5 separate regions of the Mus musculus genome follow, and all the other regions are linked to region 1. Evidence: chromatin contacts called from public ChIA-PET, Hi-C, HiCAR-type and promoter capture Hi-C data. All regions are on one chromosome and are shown on one strand. The core of a region is the stretch at or near the end of the contact, and the rest is flanking DNA. Distances in the headings are between cores, read along the strand shown.

Evidence for each region. Promoter capture Hi-C pulls out the DNA fragments that hold promoters and counts their contacts. A called contact is a pair of places that touch in the nucleus more often than the background predicts. ChIA-PET counts read pairs in DNA pulled down with a chosen protein or histone mark. HiCAR-type assays count read pairs that join an accessible place to other places.
Region 2: a contact with region 1 is called in an RNA polymerase II ChIA-PET map of effector CD8 T cells, with 22 read pairs. The contact joins the enhancer-like site here to the promoter of Pex7 in region 1. A contact is called at or near these places in 7 of 39 promoter capture datasets (the 3T3-L1 cell line, 3T3-L1-derived adipocytes, the C10 cell line and 4 more), 19 of 484 Hi-C or Micro-C datasets (the 63-12 cell line, the AML12 cell line, B cells and 13 more), 1 of 115 datasets of contacts at active chromatin or transcription factors (effector CD8 T cells) and 3 of 9 other capture datasets (adipose tissue, liver and pancreatic islet).
Region 3: a contact with region 1 is called in a promoter capture Hi-C map of neutrophils, with 2.6 times the contacts expected there. The contact joins the enhancer-like site here to the promoter of Pex7 in region 1. A contact is called at or near these places in 5 of 39 promoter capture datasets (HPC-7-derived erythroid cells, embryonic stem cells, neutrophils and 2 more), 1 of 484 Hi-C or Micro-C datasets (liver) and 2 of 9 other capture datasets (adipose tissue and liver).
Region 4: a HiCAR-type map of astrocytes shows a contact between it and region 1, with 2.3 times the contacts expected there. The contact joins the promoter of Map7 here to the promoter of Pex7 in region 1. A contact is called at or near these places in 2 of 39 promoter capture datasets (3T3-L1-derived adipocytes and the HPC-7 cell line), 1 of 115 datasets of contacts at active chromatin or transcription factors (astrocytes) and 2 of 9 other capture datasets (adipose tissue and pancreatic islet).
Region 5: a Hi-C map of the N1E-115 cell line shows a contact between it and region 1, with 4 times the contacts expected there. The contact joins the enhancer-like site here to the promoter of Pex7 in region 1. A contact is called at or near these places in 6 of 39 promoter capture datasets (the C10 cell line, the HPC-7 cell line, hematopoietic stem and progenitor cells and 3 more), 9 of 484 Hi-C or Micro-C datasets (the C10 cell line, CD4 T cells, the N1E-115 cell line and 4 more), 1 of 115 datasets of contacts at active chromatin or transcription factors (memory CD8 T cells) and 1 of 9 other capture datasets (embryonic stem cells).

What each region holds. Positions count from the first base shown.
Region 1 is chr10:19,905,376-19,909,402 of GRCm38.p6, reverse strand. It overlaps Pex7 (peroxisomal biogenesis factor 7), which reads left to right and starts at 1,729. Exons shown (of 10, transcript NM_008822.2): 1 at 1,729-1,944; 2 at 3,501-3,558. The coding sequence starts at 1,830.
Region 2 is chr10:19,610,829-19,614,801 of GRCm38.p6, reverse strand. No RefSeq gene overlaps it. Among named protein-coding and RNA genes, the nearest start is that of Il22ra2, 9.2 kb to the left of the region's middle. Within about 2 kb of position 1,446, at least 127 of the 459 cell types and tissues checked have an H3K27ac peak or open chromatin away from gene starts, as enhancers often do. A contact at or near this core is called in the 63-12 cell line, B cells, the HPC-7 cell line and 6 more, where this site is marked.
Region 3 is chr10:19,568,254-19,572,197 of GRCm38.p6, reverse strand. No RefSeq gene overlaps it. Among named protein-coding and RNA genes, the nearest start is that of Ifngr1, 22 kb to the left of the region's middle. Within about 2 kb of position 1,782, at least 109 of the 459 cell types and tissues checked have an H3K27ac peak or open chromatin away from gene starts, as enhancers often do. A contact at or near this core is called in adipose tissue and neutrophils, where this site is marked.
Region 4 is chr10:20,168,520-20,172,522 of GRCm38.p6, reverse strand. Map7 (microtubule-associated protein 7) reads right to left here and starts at 1,501. Exons shown (of 18, transcript NM_001358787.1): 1 at 1,202-1,501. The coding sequence starts at 1,334. It overlaps Gm51795 (a long non-coding RNA gene), which reads left to right. Exons shown (of 2, transcript XR_003948992.1): 2 at 1-1,278.
Region 5 is chr10:20,288,515-20,292,572 of GRCm38.p6, reverse strand. No RefSeq gene overlaps it. Among named protein-coding and RNA genes, the nearest start is that of Gm48249, 3.9 kb to the right of the region's middle. Within about 2 kb of position 1,967, at least 66 of the 459 cell types and tissues checked have an H3K27ac peak or open chromatin away from gene starts, as enhancers often do. A contact at or near this core is called in the HPC-7 cell line, the N1E-115 cell line, hematopoietic stem and progenitor cells and 2 more, where this site is marked.

The sequences.
Region 1 (4,027 bases), core at 480-2,979:
TTACAGATGGTTGTGAGCCACCATGTGGTTGCTGGGAATTGAACTCAGGGCCTCTGGAAGAACAGTCATTGCTCTTACCCACTGAGCCATCTCTCCAGCCCCAAGTAATAAATGAGTCTACAGTCCCCATCTTGTGGATCTCTCTCCCTTCCATAGCTTCTCCACTGCCAGCTTTCCATGTGGCTGTTTGCCCCAAATCTGCCTTTATCTGTCTTCTCTCATTCCATTCTCTTGCTAAATAAAAATAATTTCCGTGGTTTAAATATTATCTACATGCAAGTAAGAAGGCTTGGCTGGACTCCATTGTGCTGTATTCAAGTACTGCACACAGTACACAGTCAACATGCAGAACTGGAGTTTATTAATGCTCCATTGTCCTTATTTCAATAAACAATTCCTGTGTCTAGATAAGTACTATACTAAGAGTTGGAAACCATTTAAGCTTTTTGTCTTCATTTGACCCTTAAGCGTACCCTCTCCACACCTTTCCATAATTCTCAACAAAACACTATTACCCAACTATAGCATCTTCTGCTTGAGTTGTTGCTAAAGTCTCTAACTGTACTCCATTGCCAATCTCTAGCCTCCAGTTACTGTTGCTTGGGAATGATAACTCACTAAATGATCCATATCTGAAAACTTGCACAGATCTCTATTATTTAAGCTGCAGCACAGTTCCTTGGGCATGGGGTACAATACAAGAGTTCATGTTGGAGCATTTGATTTTCTCTCACCAGGTGGAATCTACCCAAAGTGCTCTTTCTCTATCAGGCTAGACTGAGTCCTGGCAGCTACCATCCCTTGCGGTTTTAGGTTTCCTGGGTTCTTCACCCTTCTCCTGATCCCACAATGGCTTCCAACTTTTTAGTTAGAGAAAGTCATTTGTATGAATTCACCCTAGATTATCTCCTTTCTAAAATGTTCCCTGACACCCTACCCTAAAAACATCTGTGTATATTCATCACAGCATCAATAGCATTTTGATTACACTTGACAGCTTTCAAGTCTTGTAATCTCTTGAGCTCAACCACGTATCCCAGTGGGTCTTTTGAATGCAAAAGTCTAGCACCAAGCTTGGTACATGACTTGGTCTGTGCAGGTTGACTGGTTTAATGATTAACAAGTCTCTTTCACTCTTCAGTGTTTGGTTTGGCAAACTGCACATTCATCTACCACATTGCATATGCTTGGCAAACATTTGAATGAAGAAATTAATGAGCCCAAGTCTTCCTTAATTACTGGAATATATCTGCATAGTGCAACTAACTACATAAAACCTATAGACCGCAAATTGCACATGATAATAGTCCTATCCTTTAACTTCATTGTTGTCTGGATTCAAATTACCTTGGGCAACCTAGTACTCCATTCGTTGCCCTTGGACTCACTAACTGCTTTCCGAGTTTGTTGTGGCTTTTATTTCGTAACCATCAGGAAAATGTCAGAATAGCAAAGTTTTAAAGTTCAAGCAATTAATAAAAACACAAGGTTTTTATTTAAAAAAAAAACATGGAGGTTGCAATTAAACGTGAACAACTGTCTGAAGTGACTCCTAGCGAGTATCTTCTCTTTTAGGTCTAGAATAATCTCTGAAAGACCAGTTGATTTTAGTTAGAGCAAATCATTGGATTTTTGCCCAAAAGAAAAATGGTCCTCGCGGCGTCAGTTCCCTTTTCTATGTAGCCCAATCAAAATCTAGGATTCCGGGCGTCGGCGTCGTCACTTCCGCCCGGCCTTCCTGGACTTTCAGTGAGCCGCAGTGGGGCACTTCTACCTCGAGACTGTTTCCGCGCTCGGGCCGGGAGGCCGAGTGACGGCGGGCGAGCGGAATGAGCGCGGCGCGGACGCTGCGGGTGCCCGGCCGCCACGGCTATGCGGCCGAGTTCTCTCCGTACCTGCCGGGCCGCCTGGCCTGTGCCGCGGCGCAGCACTACGGCATCGCGGGTGAGCGCGGGCCGCGCCTCCGGGGCGGGCGTAGGACGCGCCGCTGAGCGCGCGGTGCCGCCGCCACCGCCAGGGGGCGACAGAGCTCGGCCCTCCCTCCTAGGTCCCCCTTTCTGCGGAGTTGGCATTGGAGCCCAGGGGAAGTCTACAGCTAGTCCTTTCCCTTCTGTAAGAAGGATGCACTTGTCAGTACTTGCAAGGTGGAGTCAACAGAGCCACCAGTTCAAAGCCATCCTCAACAGAGACTTAGGGAGACGCTGGCCCTTTCTTGAAAAAGAAAAAAAAAAAAACTAGAAAATTCTGTGCTCGCTTTTAGTTGTTCTAGGGGAAGTGGATAAATGTGCAGAGATGTCTAAGTGCTCAAGCCATTTATTTTAACTTATACCCCATCTGCTGTTTATGCACAGGAGCAGTGTATGGCAAACCATTGCATAATGTCAGTGATCTGTAATACTTGTTTACTGCAGGAAAAAAATACGATTTCTGAAAAGTAGTGGTAAATAAACTTGTTTCCGTATAGTTTGTCCATTAGTGCTTAGTGCTTTCACGGTTGGGTTCACAGTTCTTGGCCATCAAACTTTAGACTTTTATAAAGGTTTCTTACAAGAAATTGGTATAATTAGGAATTGTTTTCTAGAGATTTTTTGTGTGTGTGTCTGAGTTTTTTGCTTGTATGTATGTCTGTGAACCATGCCTGGTGCCAGCTAAGGTCAGAAGAGAAGATTCAAAGAGGGTGTTGGATCCATTACTGATGGTTGTCAGCTGCCAAGTGGGTACTGGGATTAGAAGCTGGCTCTGCACATGGAAGGGGTCGGGTCTCTGACCTGACAGTTGACTTTTTTTTTTCTTCTTCATCAGTTACGTTTAAGTGGAAGATCTTTAACACTTTACCCACCTCACTGATCACAAAAACTCAAAGCGAAATTCTGTGAAGACTCTAGTTTGAACAGTTGAATGTGCATGTGAGCATAGTAATTAGTCATCTTACCTTGTAAAGTTCAAGTGCAGATTCCCTTTGAACAGATGTTAATGGAGTGTGAGATGGGGGAGAGAAAGAGACATTAGTCTTTCAGCAAAAATTATTGATTGTTGGCACATAACTGAAGTTAATGTTGTTTTCAACACCTGACCAACGAGTATATGGTATTTCCACATATACTGTCTTAAAATGCTGTGATTGGTGTGTTCTGCGTGTATCAGCAGGGGAGAACCACAGTCTTGGGGGTTTGTAAGCACAAGCCTTCCTTGTCTTCTGTTATTAGCTCCAGCTTGAAAGGTTTGCGTGCCTAGCACCAGGCCCGGTGTGAGTTGGCACTCTGATGCGTTTCCCCAGACTGGTGTTCCGATTCCAGTCTGGCCAGATGGTAAGTTGGATATTTAAGGACTGAAGCATACTATGTAACTTTTAATTGTTCTGTATATACGGTTGCAGTTATTTTATGGGAAATTTGTGGTAGTTAAAGCTGGTCCACAATGTTTAAGATTTCATCATAGATGACTCCCAGGAGGTTAAACAACATGACTTAGGGCTTTGTTTTGTTTTGTATTTCTTCTAGGCTGTGGAACTCTATTAGTATTGGATCAAAATGAATCTGGACTTCAGATTTTTAGAAGGTAAAGTGATTGACATTTCTGGTGCTGTGATAAGGCATCAAGATTAAGGCAACTTACAAAAGAAAGTAGTTACTTTAGGCTTATAATCTTAGTGGGTCAGGGTCAGAGTCTATAATGGTGGAGCAAAGTCATGGCTACAGGAACAGCTGAGAGCTCACATCTTGAGCCACAGATGGGAGGCAGAGAGATCCACTCTGGGAATGGGGCAAGTCTTTTGAAGTCCCAGAGCCTGGCCCCAGTGGCACACTTCTTCCAGCAATACCACATCTCCTAAATCCTTCCCAAATACTTGTATCACCTAGGGACTGAGTATTCAAACCTAAGAGCCTGTGGTGGCCATTCTCCTCAAACCATTATAATGGCTCTAATTATTAAGTGTACATATACAGTCAACCTCTGTCAAAGTCTTAATGCAGTTGCATTTTGAATATTTGGAACTAATAGGTTTTTAATTTATGATGTAAAATAA
Region 2 (3,973 bases), core at 197-2,696, 290 kb after region 1:
CTCTCTCTCTCTCTCTCTCTCTCTCTCTCTCTCTCTCTCTCCCTCCCTCCCTCCCTCCCTCCCTCCGTCCCTCCCTCCCTCCCTCCCTCCCTGCTGTGGAGACACCTCTGGCTGTGTTCTCCCTCATGTCTACAATAAAAGCCTGCCCCTTAACCATACCTTGGCTCCATCATACTGAAAGTCCCTGCAGTTCCTGATGGTGTCACTTTGTTTGGGAAGTTGTATAATGTAGGAAGGTGGGGGTTGCTGGAGGAAGTGGGTCACTGGAGGTGGAACTTGAGGTTTTAAATTGCCCCTGACCCTTCTATTAACCTTCCTGCTTCCCAACTATCACTCAGTGTTTGCAGCTCTTCCCACTAAGCTTTCCGTGACGGGGATGTAACCTCTCAACCTGTAGGCCAAGCAAACACTCTCTCCCAAATCCGCTTCTGTCCAGGTACCCTGGTGGTTTGGGGCCAAGGTGTGATACTCAGAGATCATGCCACAGAATAGGCTGAAGGCAAGACATCTGCTGGGAGACAGAGGAGATTGAAAGGGTGTCTCAGAGTGGGGGCATGAACCAGCTAGTCAGACAGACAGACAGACAGACAGACAGACAGACAGACAGTCAGACAGTCAGTCAGATAGGCAGACAGACAGACAGGGAGACAGGCAGGGAGACAGGCAGACAGACAGACAGGAAGATAGGCAGACAGACAGACAGGGAGACAGGCAGGGAGACAGGCAGACAGACAGAAAGTCAGACAGTCAGTCAGACAGGCAGACAGACAGACAGACAGACAGACAGACAGACAGGGAGACAGACAGACAGGAAGATAGGCAGACAGACAGACAGGAAGATAGGCAGGCAGACAGACAGACAGGCAGACAGACAGGGAGACAGACAGGTAGACAGGGAGACAGACAGGGAGACAGACAGACAGACAGACAGACAGACAGACAAATAGGCAGACAGACAGATAGAAAACAGACAGGGAGATGGAGACAGAAACAGATACAGACAGAATGAATAAGCAAGATGCCCACAGAGATCTGGGGTGGCCAGCACACTTTAAAAGGTTCTCCTATTGCATGGTGGAAAGGCACAGCCCCTGACAGTGGTGAGTTACTTAAGTGGCTGTGGCTGAGTTGCCCAAAGTCAGGCTGGCAGAGCGCCTAATCTACAACACAAGTAATTCATGCTTGTCACTAAGTCGGTACTGAGAGTGGTGTTGTTATGAGGGTGTTGGTATGACTGTTATGGTCTTTAGAGCGTCTGTGAGAGGATTATGGAAGAGTTTGAGAATCCAGGCTGAAAACTCCCTTAGAAACTTGTAAACAGCTCAACAGCTGTGGTGGGAGTTTGGAAGACTAGGAGGAGAGACTGGAGGCTGTTGGGGGCTGGCTCATGAGGTTACAATGTGGCATAGAATCTGGCTTCCTCTTGCCCGTTTCCTGAGACCTTGAGACAGGCTGTTTTAAAGTAACAGACTCTGCTCAGTGAAGGAAATTTCAAGGCAAGATAGCAGCCGCTGTTTTGCCACTTTTATGCTGAGTTACCGTGAAAAGGAGCAAGGAGGGAGAGAGATGAAGTGCAGACTGAGTAGACAGGCGTATGGTTACAAGGCAAGGCTGGGTGAAGCAATGGCTTGGCTGTGCTCTGTACTGGAACCCCAGGGGAGCTGCCCTGAGGTAAGAGGACAGCACCCAGCAAAGGCTCTAACCTGTGAAAGCGCAAATACTCACTGGGGAAGCCAGTCAGAAACCATGAAAAGGCTTAGATGACTTGATGTGATAGTATTTCTGTTTAAACATGAAGCCATTCATAAACCTCAATATGAGAGAATATTCCATTTGTCAACACAAAACATAGAACAGCATGCTAAAAATAAACGTAGTAAGAAATACCCTGTGCTTAGGATGTCTAAAGCGAATAAGGGACATAAAAGACTTGTATTGAAGAGCATTTAACTATGGAAAATTAGTCATTATTAGTAAGCATTATAGTGATAGAATGCTGATTCAAATCCCCAAAGAACTTCAAATGGGGGAAGGGGTGGAATCTGGCAAAGAAAAAAAAGTCTGTAAGTCTATAGTTGACCTTAGAAAACAAACAAACAAACAAACAAACAAAGCCCCCCAAAACAGCTAGGGGCTAGAGAGATGGTTCAGTGGTTAAGAGCATTGACTGCTCTTCAGAGGTCCTAAGTTCAATTCCCAGCAGCCGCATGGTGGCTCACAATCATCTGTAATGGGATCTGATGCCCTTTTCTGGTATGTCTGAAAGATAGCCACAATGTACTTGTATACATAGATAATTAAAAAAAAAAACAAAACACAACAAAACAAAAAACAATTATTACAAAAAATCAGTAGAAAGATGCCTAGACTAGTGAAGCGCACTCCTCAGTAGCTGAGGGCTTTCCCACAGATGAACAGAGCCTGGGGCTCAGATCTAACGTCTTAAGCCACTGATGAGTTAGTCTATTGAGTAAACAACACTGGAACTGGAGCGTAGGGGCGACATTGGACGGCATGGGTGTGAACAGTCTATTTTTACTCTGGCCCATCCTGCTATTTTTCTGTTTCCTGGATGTCATGACGTGATTTTGGCATGTCCATTGGTCCTGATGTTTCTGTTTTACCACACACCTAAAAGCAACGGTGACTGCTGACCATGGTGTGAAACTTCCAAAGCCGTGAGCCCAAATACATCTCTTCTCCCATCAGTTGTTTCTCTCAGGCGTCTGTCACAATGCTGAGAGCTCTAATATACACTAGAAGAAAGCTTTAAAGATTAAAACTGTGATACACACACAGAACTGACTAATGAATGAACAGCCATTGTTCAGAGGGATGGCAATCCAACATGATAAATGTTCATGCCTTAGTAAACAGTATCAGAGTAGTTAGTCAGGAGTAAAATGCACTCAGTTGTGATTGCAAAAGGACATGTTCTGAATACTGGAAATAGCTCCTTGGTACAAGATTGCGTCTAGGGTTCCTGCAATCCACTAAGGTCCACTCAAGTCTCTTGTATAGAAGCATCTAATATTTGCACGGAGCCTGCACACTCTCCTGCCCTACCTTAAATCCTCTAGTCAAGGTGCACTCATAATTTGCCTTGGCTCATTTACTAAGTAAAAAACTGAATTAAAAATGTGGCTCATTAATTCATTGGAGCAGGTGAACATTTTAATATTAATGTTTGTTTTTAATGTTTTTGCATGGTATAATCATTCATGTACATGGATTTGCATGTGTGTGTGGGTACGAACACTGGTGCAATCCAGGGCTTAACTTCTGGTGTCTTCCTCAACCGTTCTCTGCTTACCTTAGTCTTCCCTGGACTTGATGCTCAGTTTTCAGCTCAGCGGTTCGGCTTGAGCTAGGAAGCCTCCTTTCTCGGGCTTCTTGGTTTGGGGTTGTAGGCAAGTGCAGCCACATGCAGCTTTTTGTGTGTGCTGAGGATCTAAACTCAGGTCCTCATGCGTGTGCTGCAGCGCACCTACGCAGCAATCTCCAGCCCAGATCTTACATTTCTACTATCTCAGTGATTTCAAGGCCTCCTGTAAAACAGAAACTGTTCCTTCTGGCTAAGCACTCTCTTTTTTTTCTTTTTAATGCATGTATGTATGAATATGAATGTATATATGTATGTTTCATGTATTTATGTAGGGTTTTTGCTTCTGTATCTGGCATATTTCAGATAGCATAATGACCTCAGTCTCTAAACTGATTGCCACAAATGAACAGGTTTCATATTTTCTGTGGTTGAATTATATTGGATTGAGTATATGCACCACATTTTCTTTATTCATTCACGAGTCAGTGGACAGATACTGTTCACTGCTTTGATTAATTACAATGAACATGGATGTGCAGATGTCCCTTTGTCATAGTGTATCTTACTTTTTTTTTGGTCGTGCAAACTTTATATGCCTCAGTACAGGGGAACGCCATGGCCAAGAAGTGGGAGTGGGTGGGTGGGGGA
Region 3 (3,944 bases), core at 533-3,032, 340 kb after region 1:
TTTGTCTATGAGGTTTCGAGATTACAATTTTACTTAGTTTTGAATATGGAAGTTATTGGGAGGCTATGGGGCCAATTCAGGGGCTCCTAAGACTGAGCAGAGATGACCTGTAGTGGCTTGTGTTTTCATGCTAATTGTGTTACCCTAAAAATATGTTTGCAGTGTCCCGCACAGAGGCGCACAGAGGCTAAAGGAAGCCTGACTCCAGTTGACTCTGATTGGGAAATAAAGTTGCCAATGACCAATGGCTGGGCAGGGAGACAGAGGCAGGAGTTTTAGATTTCCAGGACAAGGAATGTAGGGAAGAAGGGAGTCACCATGAGAGGGCCTAACACAGACACCACCATGAAGGAGCAGGAGAGTGAAGCGGCCAAAATGTAGGTGCAAGGGGAAAGTGGCCCCATGGGAGGGCTGCCCAGAAGAAAGCAGGGCAGCAAAGATAAATTTATATTTAGAAAATTATTAACTCAGGAATACCGGAGGAGATTGTGTGTTAGCCATGGGGAGGTTTGGAAGTGCCCAGTCATTGAGCTAGTAAGGCATATTAAATATAAAGGTAGCATGTGCTGTGTCTTTCATTCATGAATCCAGAGCTCTTGGGTGGGTGCAGAGCCATGCGCACACCCACTGGGAGCATAGAGCAACTTTTTAATATTTACCATAACAATGACCAACGCTGTGGACTACTAAGGAAAGAAAGTTATCCCACTGTTTGTCTGTTTGCATCCACATAGTTAAAGGGTGTGTATATGGCTTTTATTTGTGTTTATGCTTCATAAGAAAGGTACCTTTCCCAAGCATATTAAACCTAGAAATGTACTCAGCATGAGGCTTTGGTCCAGGACCCATTTCTAATACTGCTGTTGAGTCTGGCCTCGGGCAGCCCTCAAAAGCCACGCTCAGCTACAGCATCACAATAAGCCAATTGAAGAAACAAAGTAAAAAACAGAGAAAACAGATCGATCCATTGTGGCCAAATTGGGAATGAGGAAAAAGAGGTCCTGTGATTCCCCAAATTCATCTTCAGGGTCCTGACATGAGGTTTGGTCCAAACAGGACAAGAGATATAAACAGCTAAGCAGTTCTGGTCTGTATCCCACCCAACATAGTTTCAACTCCAGTCTTCCCTGTAAGGTGGTCTGATAAGAAGTCAGAACTGTCTGTCAACATCTCTTTTAGGGAAACAAGTTCCTCCTCTGGCTGCCAAAAAACCCCTTCCTTCTCCTAATGAGATTTCCTAAGGACACTGACATTTCCGTTTCTTTGGGTGCACTATTTTCAACAGTTTAACAGCAAAGGGAGGGTCACACTTTAGAACAAGACAGTTGCATTTCTCATAATGTTTTGTCCTGCAGCTGCCCTGAGGCTTGGGCCATGTCTGTGTTTGTTTCTGATGTAGCAAGAGTTAAGAGTGTGTATTACAATTTGCTTAGCTGTGTGGGAAGCTCCTACAAGCAGTTTATAGTTCCTACAATGTTAAACTGTAGTTTGCACCAATGTGGATTGTCATTTAGGAGTGCTGGCTTAGACAAGCTGGCCAACTCAAAGAGGGTCCTTCCCACACTCCCAACCAGGTGTCCTGTCCTAGCTGGTTCACGATTGGCCACATGTGACTCAGACATTTCTTGTTCTCACATACTTCCGGCTCATTTTCACCAGATAAAAATTCCCTGGGCTTAGACCCCTGAGCCAAAGCTTGTCTTTTAAAGTCTCTGGTCCATCGTAGAAGCGCTTGCATTGTGGGAAGAGGAAAGTGGCCAGCTATGAAGAATAGATGAGTCACTGCTTCAAGATTGAGGAAGCAAATATTTTTGTCTGGGGACTTTCAGGAGGAGGTGGTTTCTTGACTGCAAAAACAAAGTGAAGGAGAAGGGAAAACAGACACAAGCTTCTCTGTGCTCCCTTTAGACACATTCTACCTACTCTGCATTTCCATTTCTCATGTTTCTTCTATTGTAACGATTTCCATTAAAGATGAGTATGACAGTTACCTAGAGTTGATCACTACTCAGCATACACATGAACCAAGCATCACATTGGGGCCTGGACTAGTCCGTTAATTGCTTGCTGCACAAACATGAGGAGCTGAGTTTGGATTCCCAGGTAGAAAGCCTGCGATGCTGTGGAGCCCGAGGCAAGATTCCTGAGGCTCATTGGTCAGCTCCTCTAGCTGATTTCTGAGCTCCGTGTTCAGAGAGAGGCTCTGTCCAAAAATAAGGTGAGGAAGCAACTGAGAGAAACAGCTGACATTGCCCTCTCACCTCTGCACATGTGCACACATATGATCTCTTCCTTACACACACACACACACACACACACACACACACACACACACACACACACACATGACCTCTTGCCGCCACACAATACAATAAAACATCATATCGTACCTCATAAGTATAATAAAATTCATTGTAATACTTTTGTCTCTTTGCTTCTCAACATTATAGTTTGCTTTATTTACTACGGTCTTCATTCAGCGACTGCTTCTGCCTGGAGCTAGTCTCAGGCCTCGAATTTGTGTTTTGGGGAATCCTTTCCAGTGGACACCCAGGACAGGATTGAACTGGACAAACCCATCATCCTTCCCACCTTTTCTGCTTGCTCATTTTCATTTCCCCTTCTCCACCTCCACCCACTTCGAGGAAGAGTTGTAAGAGGTGTCCTCACCTCTCACAGGAGGAAAAGCCGCTCCTCTTCTCAGCAGTGGGAACACCTAGATGAGTCAGGGCTGTATCTTAATTCTTTTTTGGGCACAGGTTCACTAAGCATTTTGCAGCCAGCCATTCGATGATCAACACTATTGTCCTGCATGAGATTCTGGGAAGCTAGCTTGTATTAAATAGTGAACTTTTATTTATTTTCTTGCTCTATTTTAATTAAGTGGCCTGCGGTGATAGAACAAATTAAGCCCTTTACTAAAAAAAAAAAAAAAAAAAAAAAAAGGTAATTAAATACTGTTGTATCTCTTCAAAAAATATCTAATTTGGCCCCCTTTTTTCTTGGAAAGAAGACTGGAATGCTTGACTTCAAGCAAATTTTAGTTAGTTATGAAATATAGAAACATGTTTTTGTCATAAGTGAACGTAATTATTCATTTTTAAAAGATGAATAATCCTGACTGACCACTCCCCATCTTCCTCACACTCCCTGTTCCCCTCTCTCCTCACGTCTAACAGAGTTTGATTTTGACTTGGCTTTGCACCTTGTGTTATAAGTGGGGTTGAACCCATGTGCTTCTTCTTCTTTTCCCCACATGCTGGCCATTGAACCCAAGGCTGTATTCCTACTACGCTTGCATTTTGCAACTTAGCTATATTCTAGCACATGCTAATGTGTATTATTTTGCAGATTCTTTTGCTAATCAATAGTCTTTAAATGTGACCTATGATATTGTTTTCAATGTATCCCCATGTAAAAAAGAGAGTTATTTAACTAAAGAAAAGCAAAACCCCAGGGAGCCAATAAGCATGCTCGTGTCACTCACAGAGAGCGATTCCTACAGTTTTTGTTTAATTTTTTTCAATCTTTAGAAATATTTTATTATTTTATATATATGAGTGCCTACCTGCATGGAAGTCTGTACACTGTGTTGTCTGGTGCCTGTGGAGGCCAGGAGATGGGGTCAGATCCCCTGAAAATGGAGCTGGAGAGAGTTATAAACAACCACACGGGTGCTGGGAGTTAAACCCCAACCCTCTGGAATTGCAGCTCTTAATTATCTGAACTACTATCCCATCTCTCCAGGCCTCCCAGTCTTTTAAGTGAATTGCTTTGGAATATTTTGTAGTTAAGATATGCCAAGTGCTTGACTTTGAGCCCTGACTTAGTGTTATGTTCTAGTAATTTCTTCTGTATAAATGGTTTTTAAAAAAATATCACTTGAAAATGTTATATATTGTGATTTTACACGTGAATCATGTGCTTGCTTTTGATGCGTTTAA
Region 4 (4,003 bases), core at 252-2,751, 260 kb before region 1:
ACCTTGGAGGGGTCTCACTGAGAGCAGCCTGCTCGGACTCAGCTGTCAACCCATGAGCAACTGAAGAAATATCCCCCCTCTACAGCAACACTGAGTTTCTGAGGTCACTGGGCATTCCGACAGAAACCCCGACAACAAACAGAAATCATCTGCAGTGATAATACTCTTTTCAAGAATGGAAGAAAAACTTACTTTTGGGTTTAAAGTACACAGTTTCCATTATATTTAGCAAAAGCAACATGGTTCATTTTGGAGCTAGGAACAAAGCGTCAGTGGCTAGAGCCACACTATGGAAAATTTGATAATGTCGGTGATAGAAAATTTGCCAGTGACAGAATATAAGACCCAAACAGCTCATAAAAATAAACAGATAGGTACCTCTTCTGCTAGAGAGAACAGCTTGCAGGAAGACGCCTACAGGATGCTGGAAAATTTAAGTGCAATCCTAAAAGCCCTTCTTCAAAGATGCATGAGAGTGGCTATGAGACAACACCTCGGAAGGACATCCATGGGATTGAAGCCTGAGCAGCTGCTGCCATGTCATCAGCACAAGGGGACACTCAAGGCTCAGACCTCTGTGTTCTGTAGCCAGCATGTCTGAAGTGGCACAGAGTACTCAGCAGCAGCAGTCAGAAGCGAGACCTCATGCTGCTCCCTCTCCCTGGCTGCCCAAGTTTGCCTGCCTGCCTTCCTTCTCCCTCAGCATCTGAGTAGAAGGAACCTGGAAGCATGCTCATCTTCTGCCCGTGGGGAGGGAGCTCTGGAAAAAAAATCACTTTACCTAATCCGTCCTTTTTACAGAGAAGCTCATTTCACTGAAGTAAACAGAAATGATCCGACGTGGCTACAGGAAAGTGAGGGTACTGTTCCTTTAAACCCCTTGAAGCCAAATTTATTCCCCCACGAGGTCAGAGTCACTGGCCCCTGTTTAAATGAAGGAGTGAATATTAAAGACCTTTATACTAGGAAAATAGTTTGGGTCTTAAAAAGTAAGCTGACCTGAAATAGACCAAACCTACAAAATTTATTTCCACTCCATCAGACTCCATACCCCGAGGGTGTGCGAGCGTGACCAGCAAGCTGTGTTAGGTCACGAATACTCGAGAAGCAGGCATTGCGCGTGCAGTTCGGAACCCGTGCGATAATCAATGTAAGAACAGTGCTGGATCCGGCTCCAGTGAGGGGTAGGGCTGATGCATACCTTTGGGTCTTCTGGCATTTCCACTCTTCTGCAGCTCATCTTCCTCATTAATGGTGAATAGAGCAAGGGGAATTGTCCTTGCAGGAGTCTTCTTCAGTCTCTCTTGTCGGATCGCTGTAGCTGACCCAGGCATAACGCTGCTACTTGTTCGGCAATTATATTAAATATATATGCTTATGTAATTGCAGCTCCCAGAAGCTGCTAGCTCCTAAGCTGCCTGTTCATTTGAGCACTTGTAATAGATCCCCTATGGGTAAACAGTGAGAACAGCTGACAGATACTACCAGCTACTTGGCAACTGAGGTCCTGCTGCTGCCCCTCACCTAGCAGCAGCCCCCTCCCACTTATTCCCCCCAATAGGCACAGGCGCTGGTGAGTAAACACTCTCGCACATGCACACACGCGCACGCGCGCACACACCCATTTCAGAAGGCCTCTATTAAAGGCACGCAGGTTCCGATGCCTCCCTTGGACTGCCTAGCCTTGGTCAATCAGAGCCAGCTTTCCCAGTCTTCTTTTTGCTACCGCACAGCAAAACATTCAGCATGCAGCGGAGGGCAAAAGATGACATGATGCCTGCTGTGAACAGTTGCCCTGACAACCCTGACATAGCCTAATGAAGGAGGCTGGGAGCAGTTCCAGCTGCCCTGGGATGCAGTCCTCAGAACCCACCAGCAGAGGCTTAGCTGCACAGGGCAGCTCCCTCCTCCTCTGGGTGGCAGAGCTGAGCGGCGGAATGGTGGAGCAGGAGAAACGGGTTCGTCTGCAGGAGCAGCAGCTAATTCTTCAGGACAGGAGAGGGGTTTCCTTCTCCCCCTCCCTCGTGGTCTATTACAGTAAGTAAAGATAAGGCAGGCATCCCGCCGCCGCTGCCTCACTCTCCTGACACAAACACCCATGTTTGTATAGGCTGAGCCTTGGTGGCATCTGTCCTGATGTATGGGGCTTCGAATTCATTTTCAATGTGTTCTCAACTCATGTATAAACTCTCTCAAGATACACTGTTCGCTTCGTTCATGAGGCCCACCAGCACAATACCGAAACCCTCCAAGGAGACCAGAAATTGGAGACTGCCTCTTTCAACTAAAAACACTTTCTCTGAAAGTCAGGCTGAAAGGACAGAGACAAAGCCAAAGAGGGGAGTCCCAGCTGCCTGCCACTGCATGACAGCTCTCCTTATCCCAATGCCCGGGCGTCTGCCAAACAGGTCTCGGCTAGTCACCCAGTTTCGGTTCTTTAGGACTATTCTCTCAGAAGCATGCAGCCGCCGTATGATTTTTGTTTCGTTCTGAAGTAAGTTTGCTCATTTTAAGACTTTCCATTTTTATGTTGCTTCAAATTTGTACAGTAATTTTTTTTTAATCAATAGTTTTTATAGCAACAAATAACAATTCAAAAATGCTAATTGCTAAATGAAGGAAAAAAAAGTTATTTTCTTTTGGCCTTTAATCCAAATTAAATCTAATGTCAAAGGCAATCCTTCCCCCTAAACGACTCTCCTACACACTGTCAAAGATTCTAACTCCGCATATGTGTGGGACCTGGGGTCCCATGCCAAGGTGCCCCCTGAGAAATCACACCATGTAACAGGCCTTTGGGGGAAGGGAGGGGAGTAAGGATCTGGAGAAGGGGTGGAGGCAGACAGACTAGAGGAAAGTCATGAGGGCAGAGAAGTGGGGGACAGAGGATGACAGGAAGAGATGCCAGCAGACTGGCTGGGAAATCAAAAAGTCCTTTTTATAAAAGTCACCTGGTGAGCCACCTGCACTTGGGAGCAGGTGATGAAGTGAGTCATTGCTAGGTCCCTGAAGGAGTCTAGTGGCATCGCCTGTAAGCTAACATGTCTTTTGTATGAAACAAACTTCGGCTAGTGTACTTTACTCTTCTTAGTGGCCCAGTTTTCTCTGGACAGCTGGGTGATGACTATTTTATCAGGTTGAGGGTAAGGGTTAAACAAATACAGTGCTCATAAGAGGTGGCTGATAAATAAAAGGTTACCACATCTACAGCACACCCACTGTAACCAGCACAGTGTTTTGCATTTATCTTCAAGGTGTTTTCTTCTCTACTATAAACCCTCTTGAGACACACCGTTTTCATTCATTTGCACCTCCCTGCCCAGTGCTGGGTATAATGGCTAGCAAACCCCACGGAAATGGACAAATTCTCAAAAACCCTTCCCTCCAAAGGCTTGTGATTTAACTAAGTGAGTGCACATTTAGATCCAGACTGGTGGCTTGAAAGAAGGCCAGGAGAATTGTGTTAGCCTATGTGCTACTGGGTTAGGCAAACACAGACTGTGGTTCCCTTACTTCCAGGGTGAGTTCACAAGGCCTCACAGCAAAGCAAAGGCTTTGGAGTTTAATTCATCCACATTGACAACAGATTTCCCCAAGAAGCTTCATGTGCCGGGGCTTAGGGAAGAGCAGTGAAGCGACAGGACACGGGACCCAAGTCATTATCCACCATGCCCAGCTGGTGACTCGGTTTCTTTTGTGTCCATGTCAGTAGGCAATCCCCCAACGACAGAGTGGATTCTTCACTCTCTAGCCTGAGAGACCATGAAATATGGTTTATATCTGTGTGAAAATCACCTAAGTGAAGGCGTTTGCTTTAACACGATAAGCTATTTTTGACAACCTTTACTGGAAGGAGTGAAACCCTGAATGAAGGGCCAGAAGTCAGCTCTAAAGAAGCCATGAGTCCAAGTGTCCAACGATAGAGCAAGAACCCCCGACTGGAAACATGCTCAGCTTTACCACAGCAGAGGCTGTGCTAGGCCCTTTGGAAATGTCACAGTGA
Region 5 (4,058 bases), core at 718-3,217, 380 kb before region 1:
CAGCGGGCAAGAACACTGACTGCTCTTCCAAAGGTCCCGAGTTCAAATCCCAGCAACCACCTGGTGGTTCACACCCACCCGTAATGAGATCTGACACCCTCTTCTGGTACATTTGAGGACAGCTACAGTGTACTTATTTATAATAATAATAAAGAAATCTTTGGGCCGGAGCAAGTAGGGACTGAGTGAGTGGAGTTGACCAGGGCAAGCAGGGCCGACTGGAACAACCAGAGGTCCTAAAAATTCAATTTCCAACAACCACATCAAGGCTCCATACAGCTACAGTGTACTCATATAAATTTTTTTTTTTCTTTAAAGAGTTCTTACATCTTGATCCACAGGCAGCAGGAGAGACTGAAACACCCTGGCCAGACTTGAGCTTTTAAGATCACCTCCACTGTGACTCGGGCCACACCTACTACAACAAAACCACACTTCTAAAGGAGAGAGAGAGAGAGAGAGAGAGAGAGAGAGAGAGAGAATTCTCAAGTTGATTTTAACTTTTGTTTGAAAATGTAGTTAACCTAGAAGAGCCTGAACAAAGAAGAATGGATGGGGTGGACTCATTCCACTTAGGTCTTCTCTCTCCCTCTCACTCTCTCTCCCTCCCTCCCTCCCTCCCTTTTCCTTCCTTCCTTCCTTCCTTCCTTCCTTCCTTCCCTTTCTTCTCCGAGACAGGGTTTCTCTGTGTAACAGTCCTGGTTGCCCTGGAACTCACTCTGTAGACCAGGCTGGTCTCAAACTCATAGGCACCCACCTGCAGCCAGCATTGAGTCTTACTATGAACTAAAGTTACATTTAAGTGTGTTAATGATTTAAGTATGGACAAATAGTTCCACAACCAGAATAGATAGCGTAGAGATTGTCCCATGCATGTAGGATCAAGAGGCTTCTAAGTTGACAGACAATTAAATGGAGAAATTAAATGAAACTGTTCTGAGCACACAGTGCTGTCTACCAGGATTGCTGTGTCCTGGTTAGTTTTTAATGTCACCTTGACACTAGCTAGTGTCATCTGAGAGGAGGGAACCTCAACCGAGATCAGGCAAACCCATAGAGCGTTTTTATCTTGAATATCATCTGCAGTCATTTGGACAGTAACCTATGTGATTTACTACAGTTATGTATTTCATTGTACACATGTCAATTTGTCATAAGTTGTTGCTTAGATCTTCCTGATGTGGTTTATATTTTAAGCTTTATGTATCCCCTTATTATGGTCACTCAAAAGGGGTTATCAGCTGGATGTGGTAACTCATGTTTATAACTTCAGAACTTGGGGGGGGGGGGTTGAGGCCAACCTAGGCTACAGTGTTAGTTCTAGACCATGTAGGAGTATATACGCAGACCCTGTCACAAACACTAACAAACAAAAGAGGGATTGAAGCAATCGAAATGATAGAGGTAGAACACTCAGTGTCCACAGGCGGCTCCGGTCTTCCCAGCATTTACAGGGAATTTTTGTTTGTTTGCTTTAACATTTACTGCAATTCCACTGACGATTCACAGAGATTCCTGGGAGGAAACCCTGAGACAAGGCCCAGGGCCTGTCAGGAAACTTGCCTTCCAACTCAGGTGGACAAGAACCAAGGGCTTTGTCTATGAGAAGGTGAACAACTGCCCATAATACAGGAAGGGAGGTCCGACCCTAATCCTGCCTTCCTCTCCCCGAGAAACTGCTGACATTTAAGCCACAGCAGCAGAAGAGGCAAAGATAATTGGACAGTGTGCACCTGCCTGTCTGCTCGTACATTACAGGCGGTGAGTTGAGTTTGAGACGAATCCTTTTGTCAGTCGTGGGAAGCTAAGGATCCCCTCTGGGTAAATTGAGGGGACCCTCTCTGAGCATTGTAGCCCAGCTAGATCAAAATTAGGGGAGCAGAAGCCCTTATACTGGGCAGCCTCAGTGAGGATCGTGTCTACCGGAAAGGGTAGCAAGCTAATTCAGGGAATGAAGATGACCAGACTCAGCCGCTGAAAACGGACTGAACTATCGTCCTAGTAGCTCACTGCCGCCACCTCCTGGAGATGTAGGGACTTAGCCGTGCTGTTCAATTAGGTTTTTTTGTTTTGTTTTCTTTTGTTTTGTTTTTTTTAAAATAAATCCCATTGCCATTCTCATAACTGGCAATTAATATTGACACAAACAATAACATTTATCATTTTAAAATATTATATCTGGTGGCTAAAATACTACATTCTTTTTTATTTCATTTTTTAAAGAAAAATAGTTAACTACCCAGGGTCCCATTCTGCTCCCTCAATGTCTGCAGTTTAATACGATTTTTTGTATAAGATAAATTACAAGGAAAAAAGAGCAATATTTCCGCTTACCAGAAACCAGTTACTATAATGTACACTGCAGGTGTTCTATTTGGTGTTGTTTTTTATTTGTTTTGATAAGTTCTTACTCTGTAGCCCAGAAGGGATGCAAACTCTAGGTACTCCTGTCTCAACCTCCTGAAGGCTGGATTACAGGTCTGTGTCACCATTCCCACAGAAAACAAAATCTGGTTGTCGGCTTTGAGTGTGTGTGTGTGTGTGTGTGTGTGCGCGCGCGTGTGCGCATGCACAAGCAATCCCGTTTCAGTGCTGTGTGCATGCTTATGTTTACACATCCACGCATGTGCATGCATATGCACATAAAGACCCAAAGCTGATGTCAGTATCTTCCTCTACTATTCTCCACTGTTTTTACCGAGGCAATGGTCCAGACTGAACCGGCCGGAGCTTGCGGTTCTAGCCAGGCAGCTTCCTCTAGGCAAGCTCGCGCTTTATCCACTGAGCATCTGCCCAACCCTGGTTTCATTTATTTGTAACAGTGTAGTTCAGACTGGCATCAAACTCACTGTGTGGGCCAAGGATAAGCTCAAACTTTTGATTTTGCAGCCTCCACCATGCCCAGCTGTGTATATATATATATATATATATATATATATATATATATATAACCCATTTATAATGATACTAAGAAATAACAAAGATCTAACAATCTAAGAAAAGGTATGAGCCTTCTATACAGGAAACTAAAGTTCTGTGAGCTGAGAGAGAAATTAAAGAACATTTCACCATGACCGAAGCAACTCGAGGAAGAAAGGGTTTATTTGGCTTATGTTTCCATAGCACTGTTCATCATCAAAGGAGGCCAGGACAGGAACTCAGACAAGGCAGGATCCTGGAGGCGGAAGCTGATGCAGAGGCTGTGGGGGGTGCTGCTCACTGGTTTGCTAGTCATGGTCCGTTCAGCCTGCTGTCTGTAGAATCCAGAACCACCAGCCTAGGGATGGAGTAGGGTAAAAGGGCCAAAGGGTGGGGGGGCACTTTGACCCTGACTTGATCCCAAGACCAGGGCCAAGAAACAAGAGCCCACCAATCCCTGAGCACAAAAACCCCATCCCTGAGCATACACACACACACACACACACACACACACACACACACACACACACACACATCTCATTGATCCCTGAACAGGAAACCCCACCAATCCCTGAGCTCAAGACTAGGAACTGAAACCCCACCAATTCTCACCCTGGAAATCTCCCCGCCTCCCCACCCACCCCATCCCCACCCCAAGAAGCCATATATAAAGCTTGAGTTCTGCTCAGTACTTGGTTGCTTCTATCCCCAGTATTGGCAGTCTTCTGGTCTTTTCCTCCCAATAAATCTCTCGTGTGAGGTTTGTTGTGTGGTATGACTGTGGCATTCCTTGGCTTCCTACTGCCAGGATACCTCTCCAAGGAGAGCTATAATACCTTTTGCTTGGTAAACCTCCTCCTGTTGGAAGAGCTGAAACGCTTCTGTAGGGGAAACCTTTCCCTTCAAAGCTACTACAGATGAAACCTTCCATAGTGGGCTGGACCCTTCCGCATTGATCACTAATTAAGAACAAGCTGAACAGCTGAATCTTACGGAGTCATTTTCTCAATGAGGCTCCCTTATCTCTGTTGACTCTAGCTCTGTCAAGTTGACACAGAACCGGCCAGTACACCTGAGCAGGTCTGTAGGGCCCTGACAAAGGAAACTGGTAATCCCGGGTACCTACCACACATGGATTC